Linked DNA regions of Oryctolagus cuniculus: region 1 is linked to region 2. Evidence: chromatin contacts called from public Hi-C data. All regions are on one chromosome and are shown on one strand. The core of a region is the stretch at or near the end of the contact, and the rest is flanking DNA. Distances in the headings are between cores, read along the strand shown. Region 1 overlaps PPARGC1B (PPARG coactivator 1 beta). Region 2 holds the start of PPARGC1B (PPARG coactivator 1 beta).

Region 1 (3,712 bases), core at 608-3,107, 50 kb after region 2:
ACCTGGCTCCTGGCTTCGGATCAGCGTGGTGCGCTGGCCACGGTGGCCATTGGAGGGTGAACCAACGGAAAAGGAAGACCTTTTTGTCTCTCTCTTTCACTGTCTACTCTGCCTGTTAAAAAAAAAAAAAAAGATTTATTTATTTATTTGAAAGAGTTACAGAGAGAAGGAGAGGCAGAGAAAGAGAGAGGTCTTCCATCCACTGGTTCACTTTCCAATTGACCACGGTGGCCAGAGCTGCGCCCAACTGAAGCCAGGAGACAGGAGCTTCTTCTGGGTCTCCCATGTGGGTTCAGGCCATCTTCACTGCTTTCCCAGGCCATATGAGAGAGCTGTATAGGAAGTGGAGCATCCAGGACTTGAACCGGCACCCATATGGGATGCCAGCACTGCAGGTGGTGGCTTTACCTGCTACGCCACAGCGCCAGCCCTTGAGTATTTTTTTTAAAGACTTATTTTATTTATGTGAAAGGTAGAGCAAGAGAGAGAGAGAGAGAGAGAGAGAATCTTCTATCTGCTGGTTCACTCCCCAAATGGCCACACAGCCAGGTCTGGGCCAGGCTGAAGCCAGGAGCCTAGAACTTCATCCTGATCTCACACATGGGCCCTCTTCTGCTGCTTTCCCAGGTGCCTCAGCAGGAAGCTGGACCAGGACTTGACTCAGGCACTGTGATGTAGGATGCTGGCCTCGCAGGGGTGGCATAACCCCCTGCACCACAGGGCCACCTCCACCAGCAAGTGCTTGACACCAGTGAGGGTGGCCCAGGGGCAGGAAGGTCCTATGGGGCTAAAGAGCTAAAACAGCTTTCCAGATTGCCAGAGCAGCCCCAGACAGATGGGGTTCCTGGGCTGGGAGGTGTGCAGGGCGGGGTCGGGGGAGGAGGCCAGCTGGCAGCCTGGCCATCACTTTCTTCAGTGCAGAGGAAGGAGTGTTCCTATCTGCCTCTCAGGTTCTGTTCCAGATCAGTTGGGGTGCTGGCTGTGGAGACCTCTGTGGGGGTGTCCCCGCCAAGGAAAGCAGTGTGTAATTATCATCTCCCCTCTGATTGTCTGTCTGCTACCATTGCCGACATTTGGGTGGCGGGCAGGGAGGGAAGTCCGTGTTCTCCTGGACTACGAAATTTCTACTTGAAGAAATTTAGTCTTGGAGACAGCAGACAAGAGGGACTGCAAAACCTGGTGTGAGTGCTGACATTTTCCCTGGCCAAGGCAGACATCACTAATCAATCCCGACACTTTTTCCTGCTGATCTTGGATATGTGGCCTTGTAATCTTCACCCATACAATGACAGCAACTTCTAAGTGATGGGACTTGGCCTATAAGATAGAGTCTATTTGCCATCTCTAAATAAAGAAGAGTGATCATTAATGCCATTCTTGGTCAGCACCATGCAAGTGACTCAGTAGATGCGTGCAGGGGCGTGTGTGGGGTATGGGACAGCTGTGAGCTAAATTAAATTAGACTAGGATGGCTTCAGGTTGGAGGTGGTAGTGGGCTAAGCCCGAGAAGGAGAGGAAGGAGATTAGGAGAAGGGAAGAGCCAGAAGAAAGGTGCTCTGGGCCATTAGCCTGGTGTCACAAAGAGCAAGTGGCAGTGGGCTAGGGCAAAGGCTTATGAGTGGCTTGGGGTGGAGTGACCTGGCCTGGGAATCTGATCTCTGCACTGCCACTTTTTACTGTGTGACCTTGGGAAAGCCATTCCCCTTGTGTAAGGTATAAATGCCTTTTTCTGCAAAGACACACACACACACACACACACACACACACACACACCCTCTTCCCCAGGCAGCAGGCTCCAAAGGAACGCCTTGTTGGTGGCAGCTCATTAAAGCGAGATCCAAATGACTCAGAAATCTGGGGGCTGGAAGCAGTAGCTACACCGGGATAGTTATCAGGGGAAGAAGCAAGGACGTGGGCTGCACAGGGCCTGGACAGCTGACAGATCCCCAGATTTCGAGAGAATGGAGTCTTTTCCCTGAGGTCAGCAGAAGGTTTGGGCCCGAGCAGCTGAGCTGGGGCTCCCGGGCTCTGCACCATTTCCAGGCGCCCTTTCATTCTTGTCCAAGAGGGAGGGGAGGCTGGTTCTGGGCAAGGGGGCCGACAGGTTCTCATCTATTTATAGCTGGGATTTGGGGGTCATGTGGCCCTGGGTGCCTGGATGGCCCGGTGCCTGGCCTTGCCAGCCAATCACTGCTGACTGCAAATCAGCCTCTCCCAATCACAGCCAGTCGCTGCCCCCAGGGTCCCGCACATTAACAGGTGCCCTAATGTGAACCCACAGGGCTGGCCTGGGCTCTGGCCAGATGCTCAGCATTCCCTCCCGCCTCCCAGCAGGCTCCTGGGGGGCTGCCAGGTGTCGGCTGGGACAGAGGTGGGGGCAGAAAGGAGGAAGGGAAGAAAGGGCTTGTGTGCAGGCAGCCGGTGGGGGCATGGGGCCCGGGCTGTTCAGGCCAAGGGTTCTGAGCCTGCAGGGTGGACAGAAGGTCATGGCGCTTAGGGCGGAGGTCTCTGGAATAGGCATTGGTGAGTTCTGGCATTGGTGTCACATTGGGAGAGAGAGAGACTGAGCATGAGTGCCCCCAGGCCTTCCTCACCCCCGGGACACATCCGCTCTCTTGCCACACTCAGAACCCCAGAAGTGCAGTGCTGGGAACTTAGCGAAGGCTCTGTGGGGTGTTTCCTAAAGAGGGTAGGTGCCAGGGTCAAGGGGATCAGGTGGGCCTAACCATGACTGCATGAGACCTAGAAGACAGAAACCATGGGCTGGAGTTGTGTCCTTTGCAAACACTCATCTGGCTTCTTCGGGTCTTACCTTCTGCGTCTGTGCAGTGGGCAGACCGCCAGTCTCTCGGGGGTGTCTTGAGGACCGGATCAGAGCGTGTGAATTTGCCTGACAGCCCTGGGTCAGGAGCGTGGCCTTCCATGCACATCTGCTGGGCAAGGTGGGTGTGGGAGACCCCCTGACATGCCTGCCTGATGCTGACCACACTGCTCACCTGCCTGCAGGTACCTCAGCGTCACTGTGTCAAATGCAGATCCCCCTGCCCCCAGCCTTGCTCCTCCTTTCTCTCCCACGCGGCCGGAGCCTCCTTGATGTCTCCTCCTTCCTGCTCACAGCCTGGCCGTCCCGAGTCTCGCTACTCCTAGCCTGGAAAACAGGTCACAGACAGGTCCAACCTCTCAGCTTCTGTTCCTTTTCCTTCCTTACACCCAGGGAACGTTATCTCACCTTGGCCACATCCAAGTGTCAGCCAGAGGGCAGCTGTGTGACATCAGTCTGCAGGAATCCCTCTGGGGAGTCCCTGATCTCAGGGCAGTCTGGCCTGCCCCTGGCCTGGAAGTTCCACCAGGATTTGGGCCTGTGGACTTTGCCCTCGTCCCTGCCTGCCTCCTGACTCCCACTTCAGCTGACTGAATTGCTCTCGCTTCCTTCCCCTCTGGTGTTCTCATCTTCTGGGCCCTGCTTGGGGTCTCCCCCGTGTGACTGGTGATGAGGGCCCATCTTGCTATCACCCAGGAGGTGCCTTATGCAGGTTGCCACTGCAGTAGTGGTTCAGGAAGCAGCAAGGTGTTTGTATAATCCTGCAGGGTGACCTTGACCTGTAATTAAAGGGTCAATGTCAATGCTGACATTCGGGGGTCAGGAGGTCTGGAGAGAAGCCTCAGGTAGGGTGGCAGGAAGCCTGGGTCCCCAGCAGGACTCTTCCTGTGT
Region 2 (3,610 bases), core at 325-2,824:
CCCATTGGTGTAGATGAAGAAGCCTCAGGGCCTGAGACCAAATGACTTGCTGGCCTGAGACCAAACCAGGCCGTGTGACTCCGGGGCCCCTGCTCTTAACTTGCTGAATTGCCCACCAGAACCAGACGTGGCAGGGGCCCGACCAGAACCCCCAGCCTTTAGACTCCCAGTGAGAGCTCCAAGGCTAGGCAAAGGCTCCCCGTAGAGACACATTGTTCTTTAAAAGCCTGCAGGCTGTAAGCCCAGAGAGTGAAATCACGCGTTGCGGTTCTGGGAACCTCAGACTCCAGCCCGAAGAAGCTCCTGCCCTGGCGTTCAAGTCTGAGCAGGTGCGCTGGGGGCTGTGTGTTTCCTCCTCTGGCTGTGCGTGCGGGGTGGGGTGCCCTGGTAAGTGCACGGTGGGAGGACGGCCCTGGCGGGTGTGCCCAACAAAACCGGCCCAGATCTTCCCGCCTCCGTGCCTTGGTCCAGGCCATGCCCTCATCTCCTGCCTGGTAAACAGCGGGGCAGGAGGATGAGGGTTCAAGGTTGACGTCAAGGGGCCCGGGTTCTCCTGGCCACGAGTGCGCCCTTGGCGGCGTCTGGATCTGTACGACGTGGGTGGTGATGCTGGTGAGGATCAGCTCACACATTCCTCATGAAGCGCCTACTGTGTGCAGGACCCGCAGACGTGAATGCCAAACAGACTGAAGCCTGGCTTTCACGGGCCTTAGAGTCCCCGTAGGGAGAGAAACAGAGAGGAGGCAGAGCTAAGGGAGCCCGAGGTGGCAGGTTCAGGAGCAGAGGTCTGAGGGTGGGTGAATGGCTGCTGGGTGGAGAGGGCCCTTGTCACGGGCTGAGAAGGCCTGTCGGCTTGGCAGCAGGAGCTCTGCTGCTTCAAGGCATGTGGATCCTGGCCAGAGAAGTGGCCAGAGGTGCTTTTTTTGGGGGGGAGGGCTGTTGGGAGGGAATGAGAGAGTGAGAGAGAGTGAGAGAGAGAGAGAGATTGCAAGCGCGATCAAGCCAGGTCTTACAGAACAGGGGTCAATGTATTCTTCCAAGAAAAAATTAAAATGCCACCTCCTCTGAGGAGCCTTCCATGATTGCTCTGCCTGTGACCTAAGGCATTTCTTCCTCCCTCTCTGGGCTTGCAGTCTGAGACATTCCAGCCTCCTGGGCTTTCTCTTTCTGCTACTGAAGTGCACAGCGGTTCAGACGTGGTTCTCGCCCCCCACCCCCACCCCTCCGCCCCGTGCCGCCTCCCGAGCCTCAGTTTCCCCAGCTGTGCGGCAGCAGGTCGCCTCGCAGGGCCCGCCCAGCGCTAACGCAACGTGATTCGCTGTGGCAAGAGCGGGGGGCTGCCCGCATTGCTGCGCAGGCATCGGGCTGCTCGGCTGGGGCACCGCCACCCGGCTGCGGGCTCTCTCCTCCCTGCGGGAGGCTGTGGGAGCGGGTCTCGGCGTCCGGCTCTGCGCAGCCAAGTCGGGGTGCGACCCCCGGCCGGCGCGGGCGCCGCGCGGCCCCGCCCCCGCAGCCAGCGGCCCTGCGGCAGCCCCGGGCCCGAGCTCCGCCCTCCGCCTCCCGCCGGCCTCGCTCCCTCCTCCCTCCTCCCTCGCCCGCTCGCTCGCTCGCTCGCTCGCTCCCTCCCCCCGGGCCGGCTCGGCGCTGATTCCGCCGCACGCTGCAGCCGCGGCTGGAAGATGGCGGGGAACGACTGCGGCGCGCTGCTGGACGAAGAGCTCTCCTCCTTCTTCCTCAACTATCTCGCCGACACGCAGGTACGGCCGGCCGGGGCCACAGGCCCAGGAACCCGGTGCTGAGCCGCGGGGGCTGCAGCCGCAGCCGCGGAGGCTGGGACGCAGCGGTGGGCGCGCTGGGGAGATTGGGGTTCCAGGCTGCAGAGCCCCCCTTCCACGCGCCCTGCGATGCGCTCCCGTACAGGGGCGCGGAGGAGCCGGAGGTACCCCCCCCAACCCCGGCGCGAGCCTGGGCGCCGGGGGGCGCTACGTCCGCCGGCGAGGGTCTCGCCTTAGCCGGCTGGAGTCCGCCTCCCCGCGAGTCGGGCAGGGGGTACCCCGCTTCCTTGGGGAGGTGCAGCCGCGCCAAGGTATGGGGGACCCTCTGGCTGGCGCCGGGTGCTGGAGGCGCGCCCTCAGCGCCCGGCACTTGCTGGCGTACTTTCACGTGGACTTGGGGCCCCGGCACGGGCGCCTGCCCCGGTCCCCGGAGTCGCCTGGTCCTCCGGCCCCTGGCCCCCCCGAGTGCGGCTGCTAGCCCCCCGCAGCTCCCCACTGGCGCCCGCAGCGCGGAGTTTCCTGCCAGTTGCGGGCTAAGGGCATAGGGGTCTGCGGGCACGTGGACCTGCAGGCGGAGACAGCCAGCGCCTTCCTGGTTTCGCTCTCCCGCGGAGCCCCCCGGGGCAAGGCCGGGCGGGGTGGGGGCGTGAGGGATGTCAGGGGGCGCCTGGGTCCCCCCGCGGCGCGCGGCCCCGGCGCGCGCTCCACGATGCAGGGGGAAGGGAAGGCGAGGCGGCGTCCCGGGCTCTGGCCGAGCCCGAGAGCCCCACCGGCGACACGCGCGTGACAGGAGATGGTGCTCTGGTGTGCCGGGGGGGAGGGCGAGGACGCGGGCGGCTGGGAGCCGGGGACTGGGTGCTGCCGGGGCCCGCTGCTCCCGAAAGCGGGTGCGCGCGGCATGCGCGCCCCCCACCCCTGCCCCGCTCGCCCCCACCCATGCCTGTTGCAAGCATAAAGTTTGGCTCCAGAGTTCGGGCTTTTTCTCCGGGCGCTCGGCTTCGGGTTGCCGGGAGGCTGGGGAGACGGCGGGGCCTCGGGGGAGACCCCGGACGCGGGGACACGCCTGGGCGCCGAGAGGGGCTGCGGGGTGGAACCGGGCGCGGCTCGCGGGGGCCGGCTGGGTACCTGGAGTGGGAGCGCCGGTGCTGGCCCGTTTTGCATAACACGGGAAGGGAGGGGGAGGGCGGAGGGGCCGGGAGGTGGGAGGAGAGAGAGAGGGAAACTTTGCTTCTTGTTGTAATCTGCCAGTCTCTGGGCGGTAGCAGCTGTCATGGGACCGGGTGGGCGGGGAGAGGCTTGCAAGCTGACTCCTCGCGGCGAGACGCGACTTGAGGGGGACGTAGCCGCCGAGGCGCGCGCGGCTGCGGGCCGGCTCCGGGCGGCGCGGCGCGGCGTGGCGTGGCGTGGTGTGGCGGCTGTCGCGGAGGGGAAGCCCGCGGCGCACTGGGGAAGGCCGGCCGGCGCGCGCTGCGGACGGCGCTGCGCCCGGGAGCCAGCCGCGGGGCCGCGTGCTCGGCGGCGGGCGCGCTCGAGTGGGTCGGCGGCGGCCGAGGGGGCTGGCGGCGTGTGATGGCGCGCGGCTCCGGGTCGGGCGCCGCGCGCGGGGGTGCGGGTGTGTGCGTGTGTGCCTGTGTGTGTGTGTGTGTGTGTGCAGTGTGCGCGCGCCGGGCGCGTACCTTTGCCGCTGACGAAACTGCGGTGGAGCTCCCGCCGCCGTCGCCGGCTCCGTCACACGCCCAGCGCCCGTGTGTGCGCCGAGGCGCTTCCCAGCCTCAGCAGCCCGGGCCACGAAAGCCTGCGGCGAGGCGGGCTGGGTTCTGGTTCTGATTCTGATT

Evidence for each region. A called contact is a pair of places that touch in the nucleus more often than the background predicts.
Region 1: a contact with region 2 is called in a Hi-C map of psoas muscle, with 4 times the contacts expected there. The contact joins the enhancer-like site here to the promoter of PPARGC1B in region 2. A contact is called at or near these places in 2 of 6 Hi-C or Micro-C datasets (psoas muscle and skin fibroblasts).

Annotation. Positions count from the first base shown.
Region 1 is chr6:37,113,439-37,117,150 of mOryCun1.1, forward strand. All of the region lies in intron 1 of PPARGC1B (PPARG coactivator 1 beta), which reads left to right. Among named protein-coding and RNA genes, the nearest start is that of MIR378, 47 kb to the left of the region's middle. Within about 2 kb of position 1,858, at least 3 of the 8 cell types and tissues checked have an H3K27ac peak or open chromatin away from gene starts, as enhancers often do.
Region 2 is chr6:37,063,690-37,067,299 of mOryCun1.1, forward strand. It overlaps PPARGC1B (PPARG coactivator 1 beta), which reads left to right and starts at 1,575. Exons shown (of 12, transcript XM_051843506.2): 1 at 1,575-1,757. The coding sequence starts at 1,680.